2 separate regions of the Gossypium hirsutum genome follow, and region 2 is linked to region 1. A link is a contact called in public Hi-C data. All regions are on one chromosome and are shown on one strand. Each heading gives the region's core, a stretch centred on a gene start, on an enhancer-like site or on the middle of the called end of the contact. The rest is flanking DNA. Distances are from core to core; before and after follow the strand shown. Region 1 has its middle 7.2 kb from the start of LOC121214262. Region 2 has its middle 8.4 kb from the start of LOC107921263.

Region 1 (4,138 bases), core at 1,060-3,559:
TCTTTCAGAAATTCTTGCACATTATAGATAAGGAAACAACAAATTTTTGTTTGGATATCTTAAATAACGACACCAGTTTTGGTAATTTCAATCATACAGAGCTTTGATGAGAATGGCTTCAGCGGAGGGAATGCTAAAAGGTGCAAAAGCCAGTAGAAGAGGTCCAGAAATTTCACACTTGCTTTTTGCAGATGACTGTATTTTGTTCGGGGAAGCATCAGATAGGGGTGCTAGGGTACCAATGGATATTTTGAAGGAATATGGAGAGTGTTCTGGGCAACGTGTTAATTTCAATAAGTCTACAATATTTTTTAGTACGAATACATCTGATGAGAAGAAGAAAGAAGCATCGGCAAAGTTGGGGGTTAGGATCTCAACAAACTTAGAACGTTACTTGGGGCTTCCGAATATGGTTGGTCGAAGAAAAAGGAATCCTTTCAGCATTTAAAAGAGAATATTTTTACTAGATTGTTATCCCAAGAAGGTAAAGAAGTCTTTATTAAATCAGTGTTACAGGCTATTCCAACCAATGCTATGTCGTGTTTCTTACTACCAAAGACTCTTTGTGGGGAATTTGAAAACATATTTGCTAAATTTTGGTGGCAGAAAGCGCATAGAAGAAGAGGTATTCATTGGTGTCAGTGGAAGTATTTATGCCGTCCTAAAGATGAAGGTGGATTGGGATTAAGAAATATGGCCCAATTTAATATCTCCCTTCTAGCTAAACGGGGGTGGCGTATTTTGAACAATCCAAATTCTTTAGTAGCACAAGTATTAAAACCAAAGTATTTTCCAAAAGTTGATTTTTTAAATTCACAATTGGGGAATAACATTTCGTATACTTGGAAAAGTATTTGGGCTACTAAGGGTGTCTTAGCTGAGGGATTATGTTGGAGGGTGGGTAAAGGCACAAATATTTCGATCAATCGTGATTATTGGATTCTAGTTTTACCATGTGATAGATTACCAGTTTTAAATACGAATTTGAATGATAGTAATATTGCGGAATTAATTGATTCAAGCAGTAGAACATGGAAACAGGAGTTGATAGAGTATACCTTTCCGGAGGATGTAGCCGAGATGATTCTCAGTATCCCGCTAGCTGAAAGACCACATAAAGATTTCCAAGTATGGAGTGTTGAAGCGTCGGGTGAGTTCACAGAATGTAGCGCCTATAAACTATTACAAAGTACTGCAAATGATCCTAGAGCTTATGCTTTACAAGCTGACTATAAGGACTTCTACAGGAAATTATGGCTACTTAATCTACCTTCAAAAATAAAAATTACAGTTTGGAAGATCTCTTGGAATTTCCTAGCTACTCACGTTAATATGCTACTTAGACGACTAACGAATACATCAATGTGTCCTCGTTGTGGCTCTGGATCTGAATCTATGGAACATCTTTTTCGAGAATGCCCTGTTACAATATCAGTGTGGAGAGAGTTATCATTTCATAAATATGTGCAGGAAAACCAGATGGGGTTTCTACAGTGGTTAACTTGGGTTTTTACACAAAGCTCGGCATCCCAGCGTCGGATCTTCTGTGTTGCAGTATGGGCCATTTGGGGAGATAGGAATAACAGACTGCATAACAAAGGGAGTAAATCTTGAGAAAAATAGGGAGATTTGTTAATAGCTACATTTTAGAGTTACATTCAGTTGGTAAAAATAGTCGACAAACTTCCATAACTGTTAAAAAATGGAAAAAACCAATGGACAGTTTTGTCAAAATCAATTTTGATGCAGCATATGAAAGAGGACAAAATAAAGCGGCTATCGGAGTTGTGGCCAGAGATAAAGAGGGTTCAGTTCTCTTATCTTGTTCGGAGGTTCATCAAAGGGTTTCCTCAGCCTTTGGAGCGGAAGCAATCGCGTGTCTGAAAGCTCTCCAGATCGGAGTTCACATGCAGTGGGAAAGAGTTATTATTGAAGGAGACTCTTTATCAATAATAAAGAAATGCAAAACAACAAGCCCAGATAAATCACTGGTTAGTGCGCTTATTCATGACATCCATAAGCTTTTGTTATATTTTAAGGAATGTAAGTTCGAGTATATCCCATGATCAACAAATAGCCTCGCGCATATTTTAGCAACTGAAGCGATTAAGAGTAACAGAGGAGATTACCTGGTCGGACGAGTCCCTGGAGTTGCAGAATTTCAAGCAGAAAACAAAAGGGTGAGAGAACCAGATTGAAGCAAGAAAAAGGAGAGATGGAGGAAATGAATCGGAGAAGGGCAGATATGAAAGTGACTATACAAAGCTCTCGCGTGATTCAAAACATCTTGAAGAACTAAAGAAGTTGAAGTGACAAGACGTGTATTGACTTTTGAGACTGATTGGGCAGATGGAACGGCTAAATTAATGTGCTGCAGATATTGTTTCCTTTTTTCATTTTCTAGGTGATTAGGTTTCCTTTTAGTTTGTTTTGTTTTTCCTTTCGTTGGGCCTAGTCTGGTTACTGGGCTTGCCCTATTTATTTTTCTAGGACTATTTGTGTAATTAATAGTTTAAATAAAGCAAAATCTGTGATTTATTTCAAAAAAAAGAACCCCATTCATATCCTTACTCAAACCTTATAAAGTAATAAATAATTCTATCTCCACCAAAGTTTTAAACACTAAAGTAGAATTTCCTTTTGTAGAAAAACCAAAAATAAGAAATCTCAACTTATTAAATCTTTATCCATCCATAATGGGCAAATTAATAATTTAATTAATCATAAACAGAAGCAAATCTCTTTTCTAAAAGAAGAAATATGTTTTAAAAAATTGACTGAACAATTAGGAAAAAGAGAAGTACAAAAAAGGATAAATCAAATCAAAGAAGAAATAGAATCAACAATTTGTTCTGACATTCCTAATGCCTTTAGGAATAGGAAAAAACACGAAGTAACATTACCATATGAAAAAAATTTTGATGAAAGGCAAATACCCAGAACAGCAAGACCCATAAAAATGAACAAAGAAATGGAAGAATTTTGTAAAAAAGAAATATAAGACCTTCTTAATAAAAATTTAATTAGGAAAAGTAGTTCTCTTTAGAGTTGTTCAGCATTCTATGTAATAAAAAATGCAGAACTCGAAAGAGGAACGCCAAGATTAGTAATTAATTACAAACCTCTCAATCAAGCCTTAAAATGAATTAGATACCCAATACCAAATAAGAAAGATTTGCTACAGAAACTTTGTAATACAAATATTTTCTCAAAATTTAACATGAAATTTGGATTTCGCAAATCCAAATAAAAGAATAAGAAAGATATAAAATGACATTTACTGTACCATTTGGACAGTATGAATGGAACGTAATGCCTTTTGGGTTAAAAAATGCTCCATCTGAGTTTCAAATAATAATGAATGATATTTTTTACCAATATTCTCAATTCACAATAGTATACATTGATGATGTATTAGTATTTTCAGAAAATTTAGAAAAACACTTCAAACATTTATCGATCTTTATAAAAGTCATAAAAAATAATGGTTTAGTAGTTTCTAAATCCAAGATAAGTTTGTTCCAAAACAAAGTAAGGTTTTTAGGTTATTACATTACCCAAGGAACCATTCCCCTAATAGAACGGTCTATAGAGTTTGCTAGCAAATCCCCAGACCAAATCCTTGATAAAGTCCAATTACAAAGATTCTTAGGAAGCCTCAATTATTCATAGACTTTTATCCAGGTCTTAGCAAATTATGTAAACCATTATATGATAGGCTCAAAAAGAATCCACAACCTTGGACAAATAACCACACCAATATTATCACCTAAATCAAAAAAACAAATCACTAAGCTTCCTTGTTTATATTTAGCCGATCCAAATGCCCCTAAGATTGCAGAAACAGATGCTTTTGAAATAGGATACGGTGGGATTCGAAAACAAGTTAATGGAGGAAAAGAGCAAATAGTCCGGTTTACTTAAAGACACTGGAATCCTACTCAGCAAAATTATAGTACTATTAAAAAAAATTATCAATTTTTTTGTGCATTACAAAATTCCAAAGAGATTTTTTAAATCAAAAATTTCTTTTACGAATCGATTGCAAATTAGAAAAAGAAGTATTATAAAAATATGTTCAAAATATTGTCTCATAACAGATTTTTGCAAGACGGTAGGCAATTTTGAGCATATTTGA
Region 2 (4,202 bases), core at 345-2,844, 390 kb after region 1:
TCGAATCTTTTTTCAAAAAAAGAGTGTTAGAAAGCAATAATGATCCATCGGTTCCTCAACCTTCTATTATTAGTGGTATATATGATGCAATGACATCCGTTGAATTTGTTCTCATCTTGTATTTAATGATAGACATGCTTGGAATAACCGATGATCTCTGTCAAGCATTGTAGTATAAATCGCAGGATATACTAAACACGATGTAACTGGTGTCATCAACTAAAACGTTTCTCCAGAAACTCAGAAAACATGGGTGAGATCCTTTGTTTGAGAAAGTGAACTTATTTTGTAAAGATAATGAGATAGAAGTCCCCAAATAAAGTGTTTCTTGTAAAGCTGGTTGAGGTCGGTAGATAACCTAACAATTGAGCATCAATATCGGTTTGATATATTCATTACTGGTATCGATTCATTGTTAACAGAAATGAATTCTCGCTTTAATGATGAGGTAGTTGAGTTACTTGTTATTAGCTTTGCTTTGGGTCCACGCGATAATTACAAAGCTTTTTGTGTGGAAGATATTTGCAAGCTTATGAATGATTTTTATCTGGACAATTTTACGAGCAAGAAAAACTACACATGAAGAGTCAATTGGAACTTTTTCAACTTGATGCTCATCAAAGCACAAAGTTGCAGAAAGCTTCTACAGTTGCTGAGTTGTGTCAAGTGCTAGCTAAGACAAATAAATCAAGAATTTATCCTCTTCTTGATAGAATTATTCATGTTGTGCTAACTCTTCTTGTGTCTACTGCAATGATTAAACGAGCATTTTCAGCCATGAAAATTGTGAATATAAGACTTCGCAACAGAATGGGGGATGATTTTTTTCAACTTACTTGGTGGCATACATTAAAAAAAGATAGCTCGAGAATTTTCAACAGATTCTATTATTGATGAGTTCAATCTTATGAAAAAACGAATGGTGCAATTTAGGATGCCTAGAACTAATGCCAAGTATTAGTTTTTTTTTTGTAAATTGAAAATAAATATTTAATTTTATATAGTGTCTTTTATTTTTTACAATTAAATTGTTCATACCTTTTGAAAAACATTAAATTAATTTGTTTGATAAAAAAATTTTAATTGATACATTTTACATTAAAAAAAAAGTCGTTCGAATTTAAAAATTTCACCCCTTAAAATAAAATTATATGGATCCATCCCTACCCTCAAACCCATTTTTTTCCCAAACTCCCTCAGAAGTTTCTCTCCACAAAATCTTTTTGCAGTTATGGAAAACTGAGTTAGAGAGCGAGCCGTTTGCAATCTTCCCTAGAAGAATTAGGCTTTGGAAATTTATCTTCTATCTCCTTCCCTTTTTGTTTTTTTTTTTATTATCTAATATCAAGTTCAGCATTCCTCCTTTCTTCTATTTCAAAAAGGGATTTAAATTTTCTTGTTTTAATTCTATGATTCTCCACAATCACATGATTATCACTAACCCCATTAGCAACTGAAAAAGGTTTCATCTAAGACTAGAATCAACTACACCAAAATGAGCCTTCCCATTTTTCATTTGGCCATCCAAAGCCAAACCCGTATTCCTTATATCATCCAATGCTTGTAAAGAAACAGAATCACGAACCCCTCCATCATGAAAGCCCATGGCCCCATCCCATACCAATCCAACCCCAAATTCAATTTTTCAATGCCCCATTAACATTATCAAAGTATCCCCTTTGCGAATTAAAGGATTAGAACCTGCTATATCGTCAAAACCAATATCCAACCATTGTACTAACATTCCCCTGCCTCTTTACTACAAGTCTCCACTTCCGAAAAATTATCATTAAAAGCTTCCACTAGAGACTCCTCCTACCGAAGTCGAATAGCCATCGACAGCGGAGAGTGGAAAAGCATCACCATCAATCCATTTCCATTCGAGTTCTGTAGATATCAAATTTTGCCCCGACCCGACCTCATTATCTGGATTTGAATTTTAAAATGGTTGAGGAACTATAGGGTGATTATTTCAATTTTAAATTAAACTGTTATCAATTTAATGTTAAATTTGGAATTAGATTAAAAGCTAAATTAAGATAGAATGTTTATGTATGGTTTCAATTAAACTGAAATCAATTTTAAATTCTTTTTAGTTTAATTTAATTTAAGTTTTGAAATTTTGGCATGAAGTAGGTGAATATTTGAATATCTACTTATGTTGGCTTTTTTTGAAAAAAAATAATAGCATTTTTTTTGTTAAAATTTGTAATGTTAAAAAATATAATTAATAAAATCATTTCTGATTTTCAAAATACTTTATTAGGCATAATTTTGGGAAAATGCCAATTTAAATAATTTTCAAAAGCACAGTCTATTTTTCTTCTCAAAGTCCAAATTAATTTGTTTCTCAAAGCCCAGTCTAATTTGGTTTAAAACAATCTTTTAAAACCCAAATTTATTTTCAAATTAAATTCAAACCCAGATTTGTTTCAATTTTAATATGATTAAATCTGTTTTGAGTCCATTTTTGGAAATTCCCAAAAGTCCATTTCTATTTCAAGATTGCAGTTAGAGTCTAGAACCCTAAAAATTTTGTGCTGTGAGGAATGGCAAACCTCTCTCAGCCAATCAGAATCAACAGTACAGCAAATAATACTTGCAGTAAAAGTGATTCAAAATGAAAACAACACGTTTTGAAATGATTTTTAGGGTCAAAACACAAGTTTACAAATGAATCAAAAACATGATTAAAATAATACAGATTAAAAGAACAATATAAAAGATCAATGTCAGTCAAAGTTTAAAAAAGAGAAAAACCCTAAAAAGAAAATAAAAAAAACGGCATGGCCTTTTCATCTAATCGAAGGTAAACCCTTGGTTTTCCTTCTTTTATTTTACTATTTTCTAGGTTGCATGCATGAATAAGGGGGAGGGGGAGGCTCCAATGAATGTGGCGTTACCAGGTAGCCCCGTTCCCCAGAAACACTAAAAAAAAAAGAGTTCGATGAAACAACATCATCGGTTCGTTAAGGCTCAACATAATGTTACTGAGTATCACAACATGCTTATATTTTCATTAAAGGCTTTCGCTTTTCCTGTTAGTTAAGGCTTAACATAACGTTACTATCTTGTTTACCAAATGTTTAACAATTGCATACCATCATACAATTTCTTGTTCAGTAGCTTCACTTTTAGAGCATAACACTTTTTTGTCCACTTTTTAACATAAAAAAATTCATTAATATTTTTATTACCACCATTTTATACACTTCACCCTTAATAAATCCTAGCAAAAAAACAAAAAGTCCGATACTCAAACCCCTTGAAATACCACGCAAAGAGTCCTACCATAAGAAGACTAGAAATGAATCCATAATGCACACAAGTGCTTTGCTTATGACATCAGGCACGCTTTCTATGCACATCTTCTAATACACATGCACATTCATCCTCTATTAACATGTCAATTGTATCTTAATTATTCTACTAAATCTATTAAGGTCTTCCACTTTATTAACACTTCCAAAAGAAATTCACATTTTCACTTATCAAATAGGTGAATTAAATCAACAATTCACTTTCATATGTATATATATATACATATAATCAATAATCATAAACACATTTATTATTTTACAACAATTTGAATATATCACTTTACAAATACCATCACTTTATCACACACTATATATCATTTCAAAATTTCCACTTTATTATAATATAAGACATAATTTAAGTCTTTAATGATTGAATTATCACTTTTATCAACATCTTGTATCAAATTACCATATTTTGTCCAGTTATGACCTTTAATAATATTTTATCACTTAACAACACTTTTTCTCATTATTCCATGGCATTAAGGTTCACATCTCACTACCTTATCACATTTTTACTTATGACAAGCAAAAATCTATGTATTATTAACACTATCAGATCTATTAACTACCTCAAACCACGGATTTATGTTTTAATACACTTATTCATTTCAATTATTAATTACACTAAATTTTTAATTCAAAAATATATATTTAATCATGGAAAATTCCAAGAGTACTTACTTTTTTAATGAACTAAAATTCAATCTCAATCTTTCCAACACTTGAATCTTTCTTTTTTTCTTAGCTAGAAAATCTTCTCACTACCATTTTCTCTTTTCTCATCATAAAAAATATCAATATACAAGCTCAAAGTAGCTTTCTCATAAAAAAAATATAGAATCTCAAATATCAAAGGTGGAGATGATGGAAGCATGATTT

Evidence for each region. A called contact is a pair of places that touch in the nucleus more often than the background predicts.
Region 2: a contact with region 1 is called in a Hi-C map of leaf, with 4 times the contacts expected there. The contact joins two enhancer-like sites. A contact is called at or near these places in 2 of 34 Hi-C or Micro-C datasets (both in leaf).

Annotation. Positions count from the first base shown.
Region 1 is chrD01:51,562,107-51,566,244 of Gossypium_hirsutum_v2.1, forward strand. No RefSeq gene overlaps it. Among protein-coding and RNA genes, the nearest start is that of LOC121214262, 7.2 kb to the left of the region's middle. Within about 2 kb of position 2,310, at least 8 of the 9 cell types and tissues checked have an H3K27ac peak or open chromatin away from gene starts, as enhancers often do. A contact at or near this core is called in leaf, where this site is marked.
Region 2 is chrD01:51,952,332-51,956,533 of Gossypium_hirsutum_v2.1, forward strand. No RefSeq gene overlaps it. Among protein-coding and RNA genes, the nearest start is that of LOC107921263, 8.4 kb to the right of the region's middle. Within about 2 kb of position 1,595, at least 3 of the 9 cell types and tissues checked have an H3K27ac peak or open chromatin away from gene starts, as enhancers often do. A contact at or near this core is called in leaf, where this site is marked.